2 separate regions of the Oryctolagus cuniculus genome follow, and region 1 is linked to region 2. The links are chromatin contacts, called in public Hi-C maps. All regions are on one chromosome and are shown on one strand. Each heading gives the region's core, a stretch centred on a gene start, on an enhancer-like site or on the middle of the called end of the contact. The rest is flanking DNA. Distances are from core to core; before and after follow the strand shown.

The links. Hi-C and Micro-C count contacts between places; a contact is called where the count stands out from the background.
Region 1: a contact with region 2 is called in a Hi-C map of an unstated tissue, with 2.9 times the contacts expected there. The contact joins the promoter of TBL1XR1 here to the enhancer-like site in region 2. A contact is called at or near these places in 2 of 6 Hi-C or Micro-C datasets (liver and an unstated tissue).

Annotation. Positions count from the first base shown.
Region 1 is chr4:102,716,014-102,720,700 of mOryCun1.1, forward strand. TBL1XR1 (TBL1X/Y related 1) reads left to right here and starts at 2,999. Exons shown (of 15, transcript XM_051818788.2): 1 at 2,999-3,351.
Region 2 is chr4:102,413,963-102,418,778 of mOryCun1.1, forward strand. No RefSeq gene overlaps it. Among named protein-coding and RNA genes, the nearest start is that of TBL1XR1, 300 kb to the right of the region's middle. Within about 2 kb of position 3,314, at least 2 of the 8 cell types and tissues checked have an H3K27ac peak or open chromatin away from gene starts, as enhancers often do.

The DNA of each region.
Region 1 (4,687 bases), core at 1,749-4,248, 300 kb after region 2:
GATCTCTGTTTTTCTCTCTCTCTCTTTGCCTTTCAAGTAAAATTTGTAGAGGTTTGTGGAAATGTATTTATGAAAGACTGTACTGATTTTAATTTTTTTGCACTGAACTTATCCCTTTACAAAAAAAAAATCAATTTATTTATTAATTTGAAAGCCAGAGTGACAGAGACAGAAGAACAGAGAACTTCGTTTGCTGATTCACTCCCCAAATGGCCATAACAGCCAGGGCAAGGTCAGGAAAAAGCCAAGAGCCTGGAATTCCATTCAGGTCTCCCACATAGGATGATGTGGGCCCAAGCACTTGAGTCTTCCCAGGTGCACTGCCCAGGAGCTAGATCAGAACTGGAGCAGCTACAATTGACCCAGCACTCTGATGCGAGATGCCGGTGTGATAAGCGGCAGCTTAACCCACTGTGCTACATTGCCAGCCCCTAAACTTATCTTTTAATTCTATTTCCCCTAGAAACTTCCTTTAAAAAAAAATCAATCCAGTTTTTTTTTCTTTTACTTTCATTTTATTTGAAAGGTAGAGAGCCAGACGAGTCTATCCACTGGAGTGCTTTCAATAGCCAAGGATGGGTCAGGCCAAAGCCCGGAGCCAAGAACTCAACCTGGCATTTCCAAGTACCTAACTGAGCCATCACCTGCTGCCTCCCAGGTGTGTATTAGTAGGAAGCTAGACTGAACATGAAGGAGCCGGGATTCAACTCCGGCACTCGGATGAGGGATGCAGGTGAACCAAGTGACCACCCAGCTTCAGTGCTAAATGCCCCACCACAAACTTTTTGAGGTATCCTTTTATCTGTCATTAATCAACTCCCAAAAGATTAAAAAAAAATAAATAGGAAGATACTACACTTTCATTGCTTCAGAAACAATCTTTGAAAAGCTGATGTTGGGGGCTTAGCCTGGGTGCTGGCATCCTATCTGGGTGCTGGTTCTGATCCTGGCTGCTCCTCTTCCGATCCAGCTCTTTGCTACGGCCTGGGATAGCAGCAGAAGATGGCCCAAGTCCCTGGGCTCCTGCACCTGTGTGGAAGATCTGGAAGAAGCTCCTGGCTCCTGGTTTCGGATCAGCGCAGTTCCAGCCATTGCGGCCACTGGGGAGTGAACCAGCAGATGGAAGACCTCTCTCTCTGTCTCTACTTCTCTCTAACTCTTTCAAATAAATAACTCAAAAAAAAAAAAAAATGTCATTCTCAGATTAAAAAAAAAAAGAAAACCCGCAGCTTTAGAACCCTGCTGAATCGTAAAACTCACTTTGTGCTGTTCCCACGTACACTCAGCATAATATTTTGGAAACTTGCAGTTATCAAAATTCCCATCAGGTGACATTGTTTAATATTCCCTTTCACGAATGAAAATTGCTCCACGGCCACATCACCAATACACTGTGAATTCTCTTTGGGGCGGTTGGAAGGCAGTTTCCAATTCCACTCCCTTTCCTCCGACGGTTTTCCTGTGCCTGGCCGCCTGCGTCCTTGACCAAAGGCCTCTGGCTGCTCCCCACAGCAAGGGCTCACCAGGGGAAAGAGACCTTGACCTCCGCCAGAAAAGCACCTGACTCATCACGGAGCCTATGAGGCCACCCGGAGTCCACACTGGTCAAAGTGACTTCAAATACTACTTTGTGCGTGTGGGGAAGGATGGGGAGGGAGGGAGAGAGAGAAATATTTAGCTCTGATACTGAGAGGAAAAGACTGTTGCTTTCAAAAGACTACACCTATTTCCAAATACTGAGATGAAATTATGAAAACAGAATCCTCCCCCCCAGGCGGTTGCAAAAATATTATTTTACTTTGAAGGCAGTAATACTGGAGCATAACAAAAAGTTTGAAGTCTTTTTTTTTTTTTAACATCACTAGAGTGGTTGCTTTTTATGTCCTCGGCTTATACTGAGGTCTAAGAGCACCTCCCAGGCCTGTTTTCTCAGAGTCTCTGAAAGATGAACACCACGTTGGCTTTCATAGCGGTGAGGTGCCTCCCTTTTCAAAAAGAGCCCGCCGCACTCCCTGCCTCCATCCTATTATCGCGGTATCAGCCACCTCAGTTCCAGTTCGATCGCCGCCTCTGATGCGCCACAGCACACACGCACCGAGTGCGCGCAGGGCCTGAACTTCCACCGTGCAGGCTGCGGTAGAGGCACGTATTTAGTCCACACCGGGCAGCGTGATTTTATTCTCGTGAGATGCGAACTGATGGACCCAACCTCTGCCACAGGCCCACCAGACGATAAATACCACCATATGCTTGACGCACAGTCCATTTGGGCACAAACACTGCAATCACAGCCCTGTGTTTAGTATCAGAAACCCCTCCCGGTGTGCGACTGTTCGCTCTGCAGAGCCCGTGCTCCGGATTCCACTCGGAAAACCGCTTCTTACAGCTTAGAGCCCCTGTGCAGGTACGCTTCCCAGTAACATATGCACTGACGCACACAAAGGTGTGCACTAGCGCTAGCCCTTCCTCAGCAAATGTCCACACGAGGCCTGCGCCGCGCTCCCGCACATGCCCGCAGCGTGTGCGCCGCGCCGGCCGCCCAGGAAACTCGGCCGGCCCGGGCCCGGGTCCCGGCCCCGGCCCCGGCCCGGCCGCGCGGCCTACACCCAGCGGCCCTCAGCCGAGCGCGGCGGTGGGGGCGGGGCGGGGCCGCCCGCGCCCGGAGGCGCCTCGGAGCGCCCGCGGGGCCGGCTTTCTTTTTTAAAAGAATGCGCCGCACTCGCCCAGCCCCCAGCGCCGCCGCCGCCGAGAGCCGGGAGGGAGAGGAGCGCGGCCCGCGGACGCCCCCCCCCCCGCCGCTTCCCCGCGCCCCTCCCCCCGGCCCCTCCCCCGCGCGCCCGCCCGGCGCAGGCCGCTCGGGTTTGTTTTGCTGCGCGGCCGCCGCCGCCGCCGCCGCCGCCGCGGGCCTCGCGAGCTCATTTGTGCCTGGCTGGTCCCCATTCCTCTCTCCCCAGTGTTGAGTGTCTGAGCCGTTGGCTGCTCCGAACCGTTTGGCTCTTTCCCTTAGTAACAGCTTTTACCTTCTGCCTCAATTCCTCTCCCCGCTCGCGCCCTTCCCCCGCGCGCCGCCTCCCCCCGCCGCCGGCCGCGTGCGCCCCCGCCCCTCCCCCCGCGGCGGGAGCACCTCCGCTCGCCACCTGGGGACCCGCGCCGCGCTCCCCGCCCCCGCCCGCCGGCGCCCATCCCCCGCGCCCCGCGCTCGCCGGGGTTATAATTGCCTCTCACCCCCCGGAGGGGTTATTTTGGGGGTGGTTGGAGGCGGTGGCGGCGGCGGCGGCGGCGACGAGGGGAGTTTCCTTGTGCCTCCATTCCCGGGAGGGGGGGAGCGGCGTTGGAGGCCACCGTTTCCAGGTAAGCGCCGGGGGCCGGACCCCTGAGTGGGGGCGGCCGCGGGCCGGGCGGGGGGCCGCGGGCCGGAGGCGGCCGGGGGGCGCCGGGCCGCGGGGGGATGGGCGCTAGGGGGAACATGCGTTTTTCCACTGGGCCCTTGGGGGAGCTGGGGCTCGGGTGGGGGAGGGGAGGGAGGGCATTTAGGGTGCCCCATCCCCCCGCCTTGGCTCTCCCTGGCGCCTTTGAAATGCTCACGTGCCTGCCCACCCCCCCCACCCTCCCTGGGTCTCGGGGGGGATCCTCACCCTAATTATGTTGTCGTTGGCCCCGAAAATGGGCACCCGGGCCTGCTGGCCCCTTCCCCCTCCGTGCACCGACACCCCCTTTTTGTGTGTATGTGTATATGTGTATGTGTGTGTATATGTGTGTGTGTGTGCGCGCGCCGGGTGGGGGGAGGCTTTGAGGAAAGAATTTGCAGCAAATTGAATCAAGGAGCCATCATGAGGCCGACTCCTTTATAGCCTATTTTTAGCCGAGGAGACGGCTCCTCTCGATGCACGCGATTTTTGTGTGGAAGCCCAGGCAGCCATGGGAAGCGGCTCCCCCGGGCGGGCGCGGCCCGAGCCCCCGGCCGGCGTGCGGGGGGCTGCGGACGGTCGTTGGGGCCGCGCGTCCGGGGCGGGGGCGCCGGCGGCTGGGGGAGGGGCGGGCGGCCGCAGGGCCTCGCTCCGGGACGCGGTGGTTGGTCACTTGGTGCTTCCCACCGGCGGCGGGAGCTGTTTGGTGGAGCCCCTTTGAAGTTGGGTTCAGAAGTGTAGAATTGGCAAAGTTGTTGCCAGCTTCCTGGTAAGTTTCGGGTGGCACCGAGTGCCAGTGTTTTCTGACAGTGGAGAGGCCACGTTGTGAGAGGGTGGTTTCTCGGGAACTTCCTCTTTGCAGGCGAGGTCGTTTTTTTTTTTTTTTTTTTTTGAACAGAAAACAAGACTTTTTCTTGAAGTGAAATATTAATCTTCACGGTGGCAGCCCGAGGGAAGCCATGCGTGTGTTAACGTGTTCGGCGTTTTTTTGGAAGTTCCTAATTTGCTGAAGCGGGCATCGCCTTGCAGTGGCGACCGGGATTCAGTTCAGCCTGTGAAAATGGTGTGTTTCATGGAAAACTTGGGTCGTCGTGGCTTTTAAAAAAAATGCTCTTTGTTAGGTTATCCGACAATTTGTAAAAATAATGGGTGAATCTGAGAGAGAAGTGTTGCAGCCTAGTTAAAAATCGGATTTTCTCGGCGGCTGGAGTTTGCTTGAGATCTTGCTTGGACTGTGCAGGACCCAGAGGTTAAGAGTTTTAGTACCTATGCGATTTGCA
Region 2 (4,816 bases), core at 2,064-4,563:
TAATATCTAGTACACCCACGATTTCTAGCATGTCAGATTAATACAGGTCACCTGGTGTTAAAAAGAGGGCAGGGTGGGGGTGATAGCTTCCTTCTTCCTATCACGTGGTAGCATACTGGGGAGAGATACACTCTGCACCTTGGGGTGGATGGGCAGTGTGGGTTGGCCCACACGCCGACTCGTGAACGGATCGTCGGATCGTCGTGAACGGATCGTTCCCATCAGATGAGTCATGGGGTGGGAATCCTCATTTCCCCAGGGGACATTTGTCTATGCGGTTCTGAAAAACGAGTGCAGGGCTCTTTACCAGCGAGATGCGCGATAAGGGATGTACTCGCTGTGGTCTTTCCAGGGTGATTTTCCAGGACCAGCTGGCCTCTCATGCTCGCTCAACTGTGTCACACGACACAGTCTGCCTGTGCATGCTAATAACTCAAAGCATGCTGTCCCCATACAGGCGTTTCTGTGTTCTGCTCCAGAGCTTCCGAGCGCTCTTGGGCAGGGACGGTGGGGTTGAGATCTACTTTTAGCTGCTGTCCTGATTGTCTCCTGTGTATCCTGCACTCACTCATCCCAGTGGCAAAGAACACGTAGGGACAACAACCACCCACACAGACTTCACAATCTCAGAGGCCTGGAGAGGAGAAACCCATGTTTCCTGATCCCTGCTAGAACCTTTTTTTAAAAAAAGATTTAATTTATTTATTTGACAGGTAGAGTTACAGACAGTGAGAGGGAGAAACAAAGAGAGAGAGAGATCTTTCACCCCCTGTTCACTCCCCAGATGGCCATGACAGCCGGAGCTGTGCCAATCCAAAGCCAGGAGCCAGGAGCAGCTTTCCAGTTTCCCATGCTGATTCAGGGGCCTAAGGACTTGGGCCATCCTCTACTGCTTTCCCAGGTCAAAGAAGAGAGCAGGATCAGAAGTAGAGCAGCCAGGACTCGAACCAGTGCCCATATGGGATGCTGGCAATGCAGGCAGAGGATTAACCTACTGTGTTTAAAAGTTGCTTTTATGTTTTAAGTGTCTTTGCCAGTCCCCCCAGCAGGTAAAGAACCCTGACAGTCTATTGTCATGCTCTCCCTCCAAAAGCAGTAGTCACCCTGCAGACTCTGGCCCTCAGCCCTACTAAATCAGAAAGCAGATCTTAACAACATATCAAGAACAGATTTACTGTTTTATGATAGTCTCGCATTAGCCAAACTCAAAGAGACTAAAGTATAAAGCAGAAAGTCAATTTTTTAACTTACAATAAAACTAAAGCTGCATTTTGCATTAAACAGTGCTTTTATGATAAGTCAGATTTCACCCCAAAAGCCGACTGCAGGGCGTGCAACCAGCAGGAGGCAAGAGGAGGAAGTTCTGTCATTTAAATATTTCATAGCTTCCCTTTAAGCCTGCACCAAAGCCCTAGCCCAGCAGGGACCCCCACATATACTGCACCTGTTAGCTAATGCACACTCCCTTTGCCCTGCATAGTGTATGGATAGGCACTGATGACTTCTGCTTCCAGACTCTGCCCGTTCCTTGGGAAGTTGGCCAACAACGGTTCTAATCAACAGCTTCAGAAATTTTCATGGAGAATACCAGGCAAGGCAAGCCTTCCTGAGGCGACCCTGGGCCTGTTCTCCTGTGTGTGCATTTGAACGCTTCTGTCTGAGATTGTCAGGTTGTTCTCAATTCACCCATCGCCAGCTTTTGGGTGTCGTTCCCCTCCACTTCCAACAACACCCCAGCCTGGCTTCTTGGTCCCCATTGCTGACTTAAACCTGACACTGGAATCCAAAATTAAAAAGATGAGGCTGAGATGGGGAAATGCTGATTAATAGGTACAAGGTTTTGGGCAGGTAGGAGTAAGAAGTCCCGCCATTCTGAAGCACTGTAACATATGAGTGTAAATAATGATAATGCACTGTATATTTTTCTTAAAAAAAAAAAGTGAGAAGAAAAAGAGGAAGGCTCGTAGACTGAAAGAGTCTAAACTCAGTTCGCGGTCAGCCTTCCTGTTCTTCCCAGTGTGACTGGGCTCAGTTCTGAGACGTTGCCTTACCGCTGACAACGCAGCCCATCTCAGCTTCTCCCACACCCAGTCCCTGCCTGGGGCACAGGCCCTCTTGGAGTCCTACAGCCTCTTTTCACGACAGGGCCCTGCTCCCTGATGCTGCCAGACCCCTCGGATATCAGCTTCTGCCTCCTGCCACGTCCACTTAATGTTTTCTGCCTCTGTCCTGAGTGCAAGCCCATCTGCACTCCGAGCGAGCTCGCCCTAGGGGTCATCATGCCTTCAGACCCCGGCCCTTCCTCCTCCCCTCCCCAGCTCAGGCCGTCTTTCCTCTGTTCTCTTCCCAGATGGAAACCAAGTCACAGTGAGATGAATTAGCTTTTCCTTCTCCAACCGCTCATGCTGACGTTAGATAACCGTATAATAAAGAAATAAAAATGAAGGTATCACCCGGGAAGTCATCTCTTCTTCAAAGTACACTTGAAATGACAGCATGTCAGCTCATATTAATAGGCATTCCCAAATTCTACCATGGGAAAGAATATTGGGTTAGGAGTCAGAAAACGTGCCTTGGAGAGAATGCCTGCTGGAACTCAGACCTTTGCTTCCCTAAATTGAGATGATAGCAATTACCCTGGTGATTTCTAAAGTCTTTTCCAAAACTGAAAATTCTATGGCCACAAAAAGGATCAATTTTCTAGTTGCTGGGGCGGGGGGGGGGTATATATTTATTTGTTGGTAGGTTTATAACTCGCTTATTTTCTCTGGCAAAGGAAAGGGTGTTCTACAGCCACTTATTAATGATTAATGATTAATGATGTGGCTTGTGAACTTGAACCAGTGACTGTTCACTAAAAGCTTTAGCTTGAGAAATTCCTACAATCTTCACCAAAACCAATGCTACAAAGCAAAAGAAATAAGCTCATGCTTCCTCCTGCAGCCCACTGACCTGTGGCCCAAGGCCAAGGTCAAGCCTGGACCCCCAGAAGAGGGAACAGCTGGGTCCTGCTGGGATGGCACAAGCGGCATCTCACCAGTTCAGGCGGCCGCTGATCCGAGGCTACCCAGCAGCCGTTTGGCTGCCCCCCAACTAGATTATAAATTCCTCAAGGGCAGGGAACACATCCTTTATATTTTTCCTGTATCCATATGGTGCAGGAAAAAAAAAAAAAAGACTTTTGGGCTGGCAGCCCAGCCAGAAGCTGAAGACTGTTATCCACCCCCACCCCAGCCAGCCTCCTCCCTGCTAATCACAAGAGGAAGACATTCAGGAATAGCTTTTGAGAACTCCCTCCCTCCTTCCAGTCTAAGAAGCCTTGTGAGTGGTTCACGGTCTCCCACACTTGAAGGGGAGACTCCAGCCGGCTGATGTATTGAATGAGACGTCGCTGAATGCGAAGAAGAGGCCAGCCAACGCTTCGCCTGTGTTCACATCCCATTTCAGTCATCTGCTGGGCTGGCGGCACCCTCCCGTGTGAGGCTGCCTTCACTGAAGAGCCAGACCAGTGACAGACTGTTCTGGCACCAGCGGGGTGGCCAGAATCTATGTGACTGCCCAACCAGAACCAACAGGAATCCACCTGGACACCTGCATTGCAGCAGCAGGGTTGGCCAGCATCAGCCCGGTCAAGGTGTTTCTGGCTGAGAGATGGAGACATCATACATCATTCCCCAGGCTCCTCAAAAGCACGACTAGGCCCCTCCCCAGTGCATGTCAATGAGAAGCACTAGGTGACTTACTTTTAATGTTCTTGTTCTCTTCTATCCTTCTGCAGCCTCAGCCTGACCCTCTTTGACCTGCTTCCTAGAGGAAATCACTACTAGATTTAGAAAACTATATGCCCTATATATACTGCATGCACATGTATATATGCATAGAAAGCATAAGGGTATTTCAAAATATTTGTGGAAAAGCGGAAGAAAAAGATAAATTTATTCGATGAAAAAATTTTTGAAATTCATGCATAGTGTTTCTCTAACATGCATTTTCTATAACTTTTTGAAGACTGCTTGCACCACATACATAAATGTATACAAATATACATGCTTATTCATATACTTACTTACATATACATGCATCTCTTTTGTTTTGCCCAACAAATTTACCCTAGTGCATTATCTGGAACATACTGTTTCCATGTTAGATATCTATGATGTTCATACAAAAATGAATAAATCTATATATTCCTCGTGATGGCTCCAGAGTCTCCTATTGTGCAGTTATGCCATGATCTATTCCAAGGTTCTCTCTGCACAACTTTGTTGTGCAGGCCGTGCTGATAATGGTTTACTCCTTTGCTATGCAAGCTCCATTTCCAATGCATGGAGCTGACTGTTCTGATCGTTCCTGCCAGCACTGTTGCTGTTTACTGGGTTTGCTTTTGTATGCTTCATCTGTGTCTCCTTGACCTTCCTATACTGCTTTACACAGCCGAACGTGCCCCTCCTCACCATCCTCCTATACAAACTCACATCTCCTCTTGCACTTCATGAACCGCAGCTACCTGTCCTGGGCTGATGCCAGGAAAGTACACCATCAGGGGCCCTTGCTGACCCGTGGCGTTCGTGGTTTGTATTCTCAAGGTTGCAATTCGTCTCTGACCATCTGCCCCTAAAGGATGGGTTTCAGGTCTTAGCTGTTCTCTATGGAACTGCACCCTGGTTGCATAGCTACAAGAACAGTGACCTCATGGTTACAACACCCCAGCGGAACTGAGAACAGTAGCCTCAACCTATCGTATTTCTCTCAGTGTCTCAGCAGTCCTCATATTCTGGGGGAAACGAATCACTTTAGCCAAAGTTTCTAAGTAAGA